Regions from separate parts of the Mus musculus genome. Here regions 1 and 2 are each linked to region 3. A link is a contact called in public HiChIP or PLAC-seq and promoter capture Hi-C data. All regions are on one chromosome and are shown on one strand. Each heading gives the region's core, a stretch centred on a gene start, on an enhancer-like site or on the middle of the called end of the contact. The rest is flanking DNA. Distances are from core to core; before and after follow the strand shown.

The links. Promoter capture Hi-C pulls out the DNA fragments that hold promoters and counts their contacts. HiChIP or PLAC-seq counts read pairs in DNA pulled down with a chosen protein or histone mark.
Region 1: a contact with region 3 is called in a promoter capture Hi-C map of 3T3-L1-derived adipocytes, with 6 times the contacts expected there. The contact joins the promoter of Rps15a here to the promoter of Itpripl2 in region 3. A contact is called at or near these places in 18 of 39 promoter capture datasets (the 3T3-L1 cell line, 3T3-L1-derived adipocytes, the C10 cell line and 11 more), 7 of 484 Hi-C or Micro-C datasets (Th1 cells, Th2 cells, bone marrow-derived macrophages and 3 more), 6 of 115 datasets of contacts at active chromatin or transcription factors (the NIH/3T3 cell line, bone marrow-derived macrophages, effector CD8 T cells and 2 more) and 3 of 9 other capture datasets (adipose tissue, liver and macrophages).
Region 2: a contact with region 3 is called in an H3K4me3 HiChIP or PLAC-seq map of bone marrow-derived macrophages, with 3 times the contacts expected there. The contact joins the enhancer-like site here to the promoter of Itpripl2 in region 3. A contact is called at or near these places in 2 of 39 promoter capture datasets (the C10 cell line and liver), 1 of 115 datasets of contacts at active chromatin or transcription factors (bone marrow-derived macrophages) and 2 of 9 other capture datasets (bone marrow-derived macrophages and liver).

The regions. Positions count from the first base shown.
Region 1 is chr7:118,114,133-118,117,511 of GRCm38.p6, forward strand. Rps15a (ribosomal protein S15A) reads right to left here and starts at 2,015. Exons shown (of 5, transcript NM_170669.2): 1 at 2,004-2,015; 2 at 977-1,114; 3 at 653-732. The coding sequence starts at 1,109.
Region 2 is chr7:118,204,837-118,208,532 of GRCm38.p6, forward strand. It overlaps Smg1 (SMG1 homolog, phosphatidylinositol 3-kinase-related kinase (C. elegans)), which reads right to left. Exons shown (of 63, transcript NM_001031814.1): 5 at 3,187-3,245; 6 at 1,965-2,178. Among named protein-coding and RNA genes, the nearest start is that of Gm40454, 24 kb to the left of the region's middle. Within about 2 kb of position 1,750, at least 21 of the 459 cell types and tissues checked have an H3K27ac peak or open chromatin away from gene starts, as enhancers often do. A contact at or near this core is called in bone marrow-derived macrophages, where this site is marked.
Region 3 is chr7:118,490,647-118,493,851 of GRCm38.p6, forward strand. It overlaps Itpripl2 (inositol 1,4,5-triphosphate receptor interacting protein-like 2), which reads right to left and starts at 1,329. Exons shown (of 1, transcript NM_001033380.3): 1 at 1-1,329. The coding sequence starts at 688.

The DNA.
Region 1 (3,379 bases), core at 765-3,264, 380 kb before region 3:
TTAGCCCACGACCCCTCTCTGAAAGGGTCACACAAGTAGGACTAGAGGGCCTCAAACTCCTTACAGATCAGAAGGCTCTTCCGCACTATCACTAGCTTATTGACAATGCCCCAAACTGCTATTAAACCATGGAGTCAGAAAGTCTATTTGGCTATGCTGATGACAATTAAAACTGACGAGCAGCCTAGAACTCAGACAGCTACAACCTACACCAACAGACCATGAACTCTTAGCCACTTACTCAAGATTAACAATTTTATTAAAAGCCAGCACACCACTGGACAAGTGCATCGTGTAACTTTAATACAGCAGTTTGACAGAGTATAGATCAACCTCTCTATGTGTTGAGACTTCCATCTTGAAAATAAACAGGCCACACACACCACCAGTACAAGACTGAGTTATTCATACACTGAGCCATAGTTTAAGCTACTGAAATCAGCAGTTTCCCACTCCAGCGTTACCAGAGTTTAGCTCTATCCCACACAAAACTAACCAATAATTTGAACAAGTAACCAAAGACACCAAGTGAAATGTGGGTACTAAAACAGAAGCATAGCCTTAGCCAATTCCTTAAATCAGGGAAGTAGAGCAAGAATGACAACACTGTGAAGTGGCAGACAGCTGCAATTTGAGAAGCAAGATGTCTTACCTTGTTCAACCTTCCTGTGAGGTTCACAACAATCTTCCCAGCTCTGTGATCATCAATGATCTCAAATTCACCAATGTATCCTATAAAACAAGTGACCAGCGTCAAACCAGACATCAATTTGAGACCTAAACCTTTACGCCAACACTAACTTTTTGCCTATTAGATTTTTCTCTCATCTGAGTCTCTGCATCAGAATTCTGAAAGCTCCGTATCACATAAAAATTTTTGGGAGTTAGCATCAACACACCCATTCTTTTCTTGAACGGTTACTGTCTTTCCCTCCCAGATCCAGCACTGTCAAAAACCCAAGACACCAATACTCACCGTGCTTCATCATCACGGTTAAGAACCGAACGATGACTTTAGAACATGGCCTGATGAGGACCTGGCGTTTGCCTCTCTTCTCAGCGTTGTTGATGCTCTTGAGAGCATCCGCCAGAACATTCATTCGCACCATGGTGGCTGTGGAAAGAAAAGCCGGGGTTTGCATCAACACCCAATCATGCTGTCCTACCCCCATTAGCTTTTCCTAGGTCTAAGCAACATTCCCAAGAACCAGGAAAAATTCACTACAATTTCCCGACTGTTCAGCACTGTTCTTCAGAGTCTAGCCCTCCAAGACACTCCTATTCATACCACCCACCACACAAAATAGCTGGGGAGAGAATGACACAAGCCGAGCCTCACCACACAGAAGATAGCCTTCGAAATGGTGGGACCGACCAGCTAGCCAAACTGAAAGTGGGGGTGCGGGAACTGTCATTAGGAAAAAGTTCTGGCACCGTCTGCCAAGATTTTCAAAGCCAGCAGTGTGTCAAGAGGTTAACGCGACTTAACTCATTTACAGGTAACCATTTAACACACAGACACACACACACACCCCCTTTCGGGAGAAGAGGCAGTACGTGACAGGGAGCCCAGCCAGCCTACTGAACGGCCACAACCCATAGGCTACCTCCACGGCTCCTCAGGACGCTGCCAAGGCGTATTTTACGCGCCAAGAGTAAACCACGACGTGGTTCCCTAACTCGGCAGTGAGTGGCTGAGCCTAACTCCCCGCGCCAACCCTGGCCACGGCCGCGTGGGACACTCGGGACTCCAGAGCTCCCGCAGACACCGGAGGCTGCAGGGCCCACGCGGGCCACCGTCCCCGCCGGCCCGAGCCGAGCCCGGCCTGTTGCAGTGGGCCGGCTCCCGCAAAGGGCTACCCATAGCCCCCGACCCCGGCAGACGGAGACTACGGCCCCTGCAGGGATCTATAGGCCCACGGGACTCCGAAAGCGAACACGGGGTAAAGGGATGGCACAGATACCACACGGATGAACACGGAGTTTCACAAACACTCACTCACCGGCGAGGGAAGATGGCAGAAAGAGAGTGGGCCGGGCAAACGCACGGAATTATGGGAAGCGGAAGCGCTATCGCGAGACTTCATGGTCACACACTTAAAAAAAAAAAACCCAAAACCCTGTGATTTCTTATAGGACAACCAATGCGAGGGCGGGGCCTCCTCTGGGAGGGGCAGATGAAACTAGAAATGGTGGGCTGCTAGTCGCTCTGAAACTCGCGGCAGTCCTGCCTCAGCCTCTAGGGTTTTGGCATTAACGCCACTGCGGGTTCTTGCGTTTAGTTTTGTTTGCCACAATGAAACTCACTAGGTAGCTTCGGCTGGGCTGGAACTATGAAGACCAAGCTGACTTCTAGCCTCCACCTGCCTCTGCCTCCCAGTGCTGAGATTAAACATCACAGCACTTGGCTTTTGTTATTATTGTTTTGGTTGGTTTGGCTTGAATTTGGCTTTTGGAGACCAGTAGTGGCCCAATGCTGTCCCCGGAGTCATGAAAATCTTGACTAGTAACAGGGATTACTGCCATGGTCCGCTTCTCTCGCTCTCTCTCTCTTTTTTTTTTTTTTTTTTTTTTTTGTTTGTTTTTTTGTTTTTCGAGACAGGGTTTCTCTGTATAGCCCTGGCTGTCCTGGAACTCACTGTAGACCAGGCTGGCCTCGAACTCAAAAATCCGCTTGCCTCTGCCTCCTGAGTGCTGGGATTCAAGGCGTGTGCCACCATGCCCGGCTTAAGGTCCACTTTTCTTCCTCCTCCTCCTCTTATTATGCAGCCCTGTGATCTGTCTGCTTCACTTTTGTAACTGGGGTTACACTCCTCCTCCTCCTCCTCCTCCTCCTCCTCCTCCTCCTCCTCCTCCTCCTCCTCCTCCTCCTATTATGCAGCCCTGTGATCTGTCTGCCTCACTTCTGTAACTGGGGTTACACCTCAAGTGAATCTGTTGACTCCTAGCCTGGACCATTAAGCTTCAAGCCTACAGAGGTTCGGGAAGCTTCGTTCATTGCTGTTCACACTAAGTCTGGAGAAGCATCTGCCACATAGTAGGTCCTCGACATATAGTTGAAGAAAAAACTGAATGGACAAATCAGTTTCTCCATCTCTAAAACAGGGATGATAGAACCACTCAGAGGAGCTTTTGAGAGACCACACAAATGTGGCAGTGCTCAGCAGTGTTTGGCACAAGATTTATTTCCCCCAGAGGAACAAAGGACAGGGAATGAGAGACAAAGACAGGAGATAGAAGGTGAGGGAGAGGGGAACAAGGGAGAGGGAGGGAAAGGATGTAAGTCCTGGGAACAAAGAACTGCCTCTGCATAGAGAGGAGACAGGTGTGGCCCTTGAGCAAACGACAGTTTATGAGGGTAAAGGGGGAAAAAACCTCT
Region 2 (3,696 bases), core at 500-2,999, 290 kb before region 3:
TATAGAAATTTGGACACATAGTGTATAGAAAATAAAATACCTTTCCTTAGATGAATAATACTGCTGATAAAGAAGAGGATAGGCTTGTTCTTCGGTGATATGTACTAAAATAGTAACAGGGTGAATTTTCATTATGTATTTATCTTCAAATACTTCCTCAAAAAATGTGTATGTGAAAATCAATTGTAAGTGATAGGAAGATGGCTAGGTTGGTAAAGTGTGTATGTGAAAATCAATTGTAAGTGATAGGAAGATGGAAGATAGGAAGCTAGGTTGGTAAAGTGCCAGTCATATAAGCATGAGGACCTGGGCTCGCTTGCTAACACCCACTCAAGGCTAGATGTAATGACAAATGTCTGTAACTCAAGCACTATGATGGGAGGAGGAGCTGGAGACAGGCGGTCACTGGGGTTTATGGACCAGGCAGTGAGAGACCATGGCTCAAAAAACTAAGGTGGAGAACAAAAGAAAAAACAAAACCTACCTCTGTCCTCCAAACAAGTGAATACCACACATACCTCAACACCAAAAAAGATAAAGAAAAAAAACAGATACGGTAGTACCCCTTGTAACTCCAGCATTTGGGAAGCAGGTACAGGAGGATCACCATGAGTTCCAGGCCAGCCTGGGCTATATAGAGTAAGACCCTGACTTAAAAAACAAAAAGTAAACCAATAAAACAGCTTTTAGCAAAATGTGATTAAGTGGGGGCTGACGAAATGCCTCCACAGTACTATTCTTAATATACATGAGGCCTGGGGTATAATTATAATCTTCAGCAACACCTGACTCCCCACCACAAAAAAAAAAAAAGTGATAAGCCTGAGTTAAAGAATATTTAAGGCAGGTAGAGTGACACTCTTTAATCCTAGTACACTAGAGGCAGAGGCCTGACTAATCTACAGAGCAAGTTCTAGAGCAAGCTCTCTTAGTAAAAAGAAACCCTGTCTCAGAAAACAAACAAACAAACAAAAAAAACAAAGAGTGATCTACATATCTTCCTGTGGATTTGGAATCTTTCAAACTGCAGTTAGAAAATACTACTATATGTAAAATTAGACCAATTTGCTACTATGTTGTTTAGTTACAAGTAATTATTATAAACTTTCATAAGTTTCTATAATCAAGGAAAAATGTATATCAGTTTTTGATACATTCACACAAACAAACACACATACATATATTTTTTAAATTACTCAAAATAAAGCAGTTTGAGAGCTGTAAAAAGCAAACAAAGCTAGGCATAGTATCACAACCCTCTAGTCCCAGCACTCAAAAGACAGCAGCAGGAGGATCTCTTTGGTTTTGAGCTAAGCAGAATACATAGTAAGACTCTGCCTCTAAACAAATAAATAAATAAATAGACATCAGCTATTCCAGGTACAAAATAACTTATTTTTTTCAAACATTCCCTCAACAAAAATGTTATATAAATATTTCTCAGATCCAGCATAGAGCCTTGGCTCTCAGGGCCAAGGCAGAAAGGTAAAACATTAGAGAACAGTGGCGCAGACAGTGACATCTTATATTCAAAAAAGAAAGAAAAAAACCTACGTTGGGAATGAGCTTTTCTATATATCCAGATATTCAGAAGTATTTGCAGTATTTAGATTTATAATTTTTGACATCAAATCTAAATTTAGGGAATTTTAAAGGGGGGGGGGGAAAGATTTAGAAATTAGCTGTGATGTTTAGCGTTAGTCTCTCTCAAATGCTGACGGCCTCTGACTGAACTCTCACAGTAGAGTTCCTACTTTCAAATCTGCAAGTCACTCTAGTATTAAGCAACTTCAAAGGGAAGCTTCTAAAAACTAAAAAGACATAAATGTCTAAAATTCAGTTACTTTAACCCTAACTTTACTTGGACTTAAAAGGCATTCATTTTCACAGTGCTGCCCTCAACAGGAGGCAGCTAGGCCTGCCCTTTACCTCACTGCACTGCATTGTGGGTCCCTGGCTCTCACCTGCATCACCGAAGAAAAGGCTTTCTTCTCCCCCACAGTCTCCAGCGCTCTGTAAGTGGCACACAAGTAGAGGAGCTTCACCTCATCTTTCGCAGATGAGCTAAACTTGCTGAAAATCCACTTGAAGATCTTCTCAGCCTCGTAGCTCAGAGAAGCACAGAGAAGGCCCAGACAGCAAGCTCCCTCTTGCCTCAACTCCTGAAGCAACTTACTACTGTGTTTGTTTTAATGCAAATGGAACAAAAAACATACAAAAGGCATCAATTTTCAAGGATGAAAGTATGATACATCTTACAAAAGACTGTCTCCCATGTATTAAAGAATTCCTAAATAACTTTCCAAAGCTCAAACTAAATAAAAAGGTGGAATTTTACCCATTCTACATCTGTATCCTCCTGAGTTCTACAATGCTCAAAAGTCCCTTTATCAGACATGAGATTTCTTTAGGAAATCATTTACTAAAAAAATATTAAAAAGCTGAGAAGTGCTAATATCCAGGCTTGGGTTATAACTGATTCACAGAAAGAGGCATGAGGGAGTTTTTAGAAAATGTACTCCATTTCTCTATAATACCCACCAAGTAAGGACTCCAATGTAGGAAATTTTTTAGTAGCTAAACCACACAAACTTACAATTAAGTGTAGCATTAAGTAATTATGTAAACTAAAACAGTGATCTGCTACACTGAGTGTATTTCTTTTTTTCTGTTGTTTTTTTTTTGTTTTTTGTTTTGTTTTGTTTTTCGAGACAGGGTTTCTCTGTGTAGCCCTGGCTGTCCTGGAACTCACTTTGTAGACCAGGCTGGCCTCCAACTCAGAAATCCGCCTGCCTCTGCCTCTCGAGTGCTGGGATTAAAGGCGTGCAGCACTACGCCCGGCCCTGAGTGTATTTCAGTACTGCAAATCTTTGGAATCATTGCACACCTATGCAAAGCCTAGAGATTATTTAAAGAATAAAGTTCCCCTTTCCCATTGCTCTCTAAGCATTTTTAAAAACTCTCTGCAACAGTAGCTTTCATTCATGAAAGCATCAGCTCATGTCTTTCCACAAGCCAGTGTCTAGGAGACAAGAGCCTCTTTTGAGTAGATTCCATTTGTATTCAATAATTATTAACTTACATAACAAGGTTAGAAGTCTTAGTGATACGGTCCACAGTTTATCATGTTTACTTTATTTTTATAATTACCTTCAAAATCATCTAAATGTGACCATTATTACTTACCTTTCATTGAGCACATCATGAACAGCAGCCAAGATATTATCCAACTGTTTAACTAGTACCTTAAAAAATATAGAGAGAAACTTCAGATTCTACTTAAAAACAGCACTGTATACATTCTTTAACTTATCTTTCCATTCAGATTATGCAGCATCTCAGTTTACATGTATAAAACTCTCTGGAATAGTAACTTTCATTCATAGCGCATCAGCTCACGCCTTTCCAGAAGCCAATGTTTAGGAAAGAAGACTCTCTTTCACATAGATTCCTCAATCACATGAGGATGGCATGTTTCCCTCTTCGGGATATGAAAGAAACTGACTCACAGGAAATAAGAGTCATAATCAGTTTCGAGATACATCCAAGCTCATTTTAACTGGCAGCCTCTGGAGAGCATTTACATGGAATGGCAAGGGGATTGAGAGACGTAATAAAGGAATACAGTGACATAGCGATGACAGATTCTAGGGCTGACAGCAAGAGCTTCACTGCGCATCTTTCTACTTGCTCTTT
Region 3 (3,205 bases), core at 79-2,578:
TGCAGTCGCGATGCCACTGGCCCGTCGAGGCCCCCGATGGCGAGGGTGGTGCCTTGAGGGCGCACACGAAGCAGCTGCGGAAGGCTGGGGTCAGCGAGGGTTCGGTCCCCAGGCTCCGCGGCTCCAGCGCCACCTGCGGCGGGAGTCGCAGTGGCACCAACACGTCGAAGCTGTCGGGTCGGCGGATTTTATGCTGTTCATAGGCGCTGCCCACCTGGATGAAGTCTCCCCGGAAGGCCAAAGCCAGTGCTCCCCCGGTGATGAGGCCTGGAGACCCTCGGGCCCGGCCAGCTTGCACTAGTTCCCCCACAATCCGGCTCACATGTGCCTTGCTGTGACCTAGCACATGCGGCGACAGGCGCACTTCGTGCTCATAGTAACTCTCCAGTAAGATGCTCAGGCCTGGCTCTTGCAAGGATCTGGCTGAGAAGTTGGCATGACCACGCGGGCGGGAAGAGCCTGGCAACAGGCGCTGGCGGATGGCGTGGCGACATCGTAGGAGGATGTAGCCGAGGAGAAGAAGGATGGCCACCTTGAGCAACGGGAAACCGCTGTCTGCGCCGTCGGGGGACTCGGCCCGGGCATCCTCGCTGCTGCGTAGGGCATGGTAGAGGCACACCAGCGCCGTGCACAGCCCGGTCACCAAGGGCCAGAAGACCCGCAGGTTGAGCGTGTACCGCACGGACATGCCGGGAGACCGGGCGGCCCAGGGCGCGAGCCCGGGTGGTGTCCCCTGCCCAGCATGCGCGCAGCGTCCCGGAGGCCCCGAGGCCCCCGTGTCCTTGGCCTTGAAGGAGGCTCCCCGCTCGCAGCGCCGGGGCCAGCAGCCCCGCTGCTCTGCCTCCACTCTTAGCTCAAGTTCCCCTTCCAGGCGCCGCCCGCGCAGCTCGCTCCGGCCCCTGACCGCGCCCTGTCCCTGTCCCGCTCAGTCCCAGCCGCGCTGCCCTGGGCTGGCTTCTGCCCCGGACTCCTACCCTACCCTGGGCGGCCCTCCTGGCTCCGCCACAGCTGTGCACAGGGGCGATCGGCCGGGTTACTCGGGTCCCGGGATTTTCTTCTTTCGGAGGGGAAGGCCGCGCCGGGCAGCCGGGAGGAAATGCCGGAGTCTGGAGCCTCGCGGGGAGGGCGGCCCCCTCCCAGCCTCCGCCTGGTTCGACGTCGGGTGGCCAGAGGGACTTCGGGACTTGCGGGAGACTGCACTCCCGAGGGCTACTCCTGGGCCCCCTCCTGGAAGGCAGAACGGGGAAGGCCTGGTTCCGGGGCGGTGGCTGCATCTGATCCCGCACTTACTGGGAAGTTGCTGGAGGAAGGCTTGCAGCCCCACCGCCCGGCCCTCCCTTCGCCCGGCCCCACCCCCAACGAGTCCCGCTGGCGGCGTGGCAGGCTCGGGCGGAAGTGGCCCCTAGCTGTCTGCCGCTGTGCTGTCTTGTAAACCTCTGTAGAGTACCTACTAAGCACTAGACAGGAGCCTAAGGGCTGGGAATGCAGTTGATAGTGTGGAGGTTCTCTTGCCTGTTATTCAAGCTCACAGTCTGGTAAAACGGGACTACGAACAGAGAAGGGTGGTGATGACTGCCTCTGATCCCGAGGCTGGAGTCATGAGTTCAAGACTAGTCTGGGCTACATAGACTGTCTCAAAAACAAAGATTCCCACCAGCAGATGTTCTGAAAGGAAGCTGAATGAAGGAGTACAGGTTGATCTTCCAAAGGATGATCCTCAGAGTCCTGCCCCAAACTGTAGGGTGTCTGACGAGGTAGTGTTGGATCTGAGACCTGGGAGAGCTGGTGCAAAGCGATAATGATAGTTTTTGCAGGACAGGAGACAGGTTTGATGCCCAGCCTCACCACCTGAGTTTGATTCTCAAACCTGCATAGTGGAGGGAGAGAAGTGTTCTGCAAGTTACCTACCCTCTGACCTCCTCGTATATGCAAGCACACACACACACACACACACACACACACACACACACACACACACACACTTACTTTAAAAAGGAAAGAAAAGAAAGAAAGAACTGTGTTTTGGTTTTGGTTTGCCTTATACCTGCATCAGTCACATGGTACATACTTACTCTGTACTTTAATGCTAATCCATACTGATAAGACCTTAGTGCTAATATCTATTGCCAATAAGTAGTATCTTCTCAGATTTTCTGATACTAGAGTCCAGCCAGGTTCCAAAGATCACCCAAAGTCACACAGCCTTTGCAGAGCTGTGCTTCCATCTAGAGGAGTCAGAAGGCAGGGTGGCCAGGGAAGAGGTCCATGTGTCCTTTGGGCATTTTTTTTTTTTCTGAGTCCTTTGTGAGGACTCTTACAAACCTGGAAAGCCTGCGCTTTTTCATAACACGAAAGTCCCAGGAACAATTTGAATGTATTTGAATAGTCGTCTGTATTTGTTCACACTTATTACACCTTGCTGCTGTATAAGGGGAGCAAGGGTAAATGACTTAGAGCATATGGGATCCCAACCATAGAACCAGGATAGAGGGTCATCCCAGCATTAGTCCAGGAGATCCTGACTGAACTAGTCAGGCTAAGCAGAAGTGTGTGTGTGTGTGTGTGTGTTCACTCACATTTATATGTGAAAGCCATAAGTTAACCTTGGGTGTTATTCCTCAGTGTCATTCCTTGGGTGCTATTCCGCCTTGGGTTTTGAGACAGGGTGTCTCACTGAACCTGAGGTTGCTGTTTCGGTGGCCAGCAGCTCCAGGCATTGGCTTGTTTCTACCTCCCCAGTGCTGGAGTTTCACATTCGGGCCATCGTGTGCTGCTCCTCCATACCTGCCTCCTCCTCACAGAGGTTCTGTGGATGGAACAAGGGTCTTCGTGCTTGTGAGGCGAGTGTTATACTGACTGAGCCATCTCCCCAGCCACTGGATTTATTTTTAGATCCCATGTATGCTGTTGCCAGAGTCCAGAGGATTCCTAGGGTGTCCTCACAAGGTGCCCCCCTTGTGTTTAAGTTGATACCAAGATTTACCACCACACATCCACCCCTTGACAACCTGACACACAGTCACCTTGCCTTATATCACCCTTAACTTCCAAATAAAAACAATAACTAGGTCATAATTCTGCCCAACATGATATAACTAGCCACATACAATCACTAATTAGTTATATATTTTAGACTAGATGGCAATGTCCCTTGAGGGATGCTTAGTCTTTTAGAGTTTCATGACGTAAATATGATAATAATCAC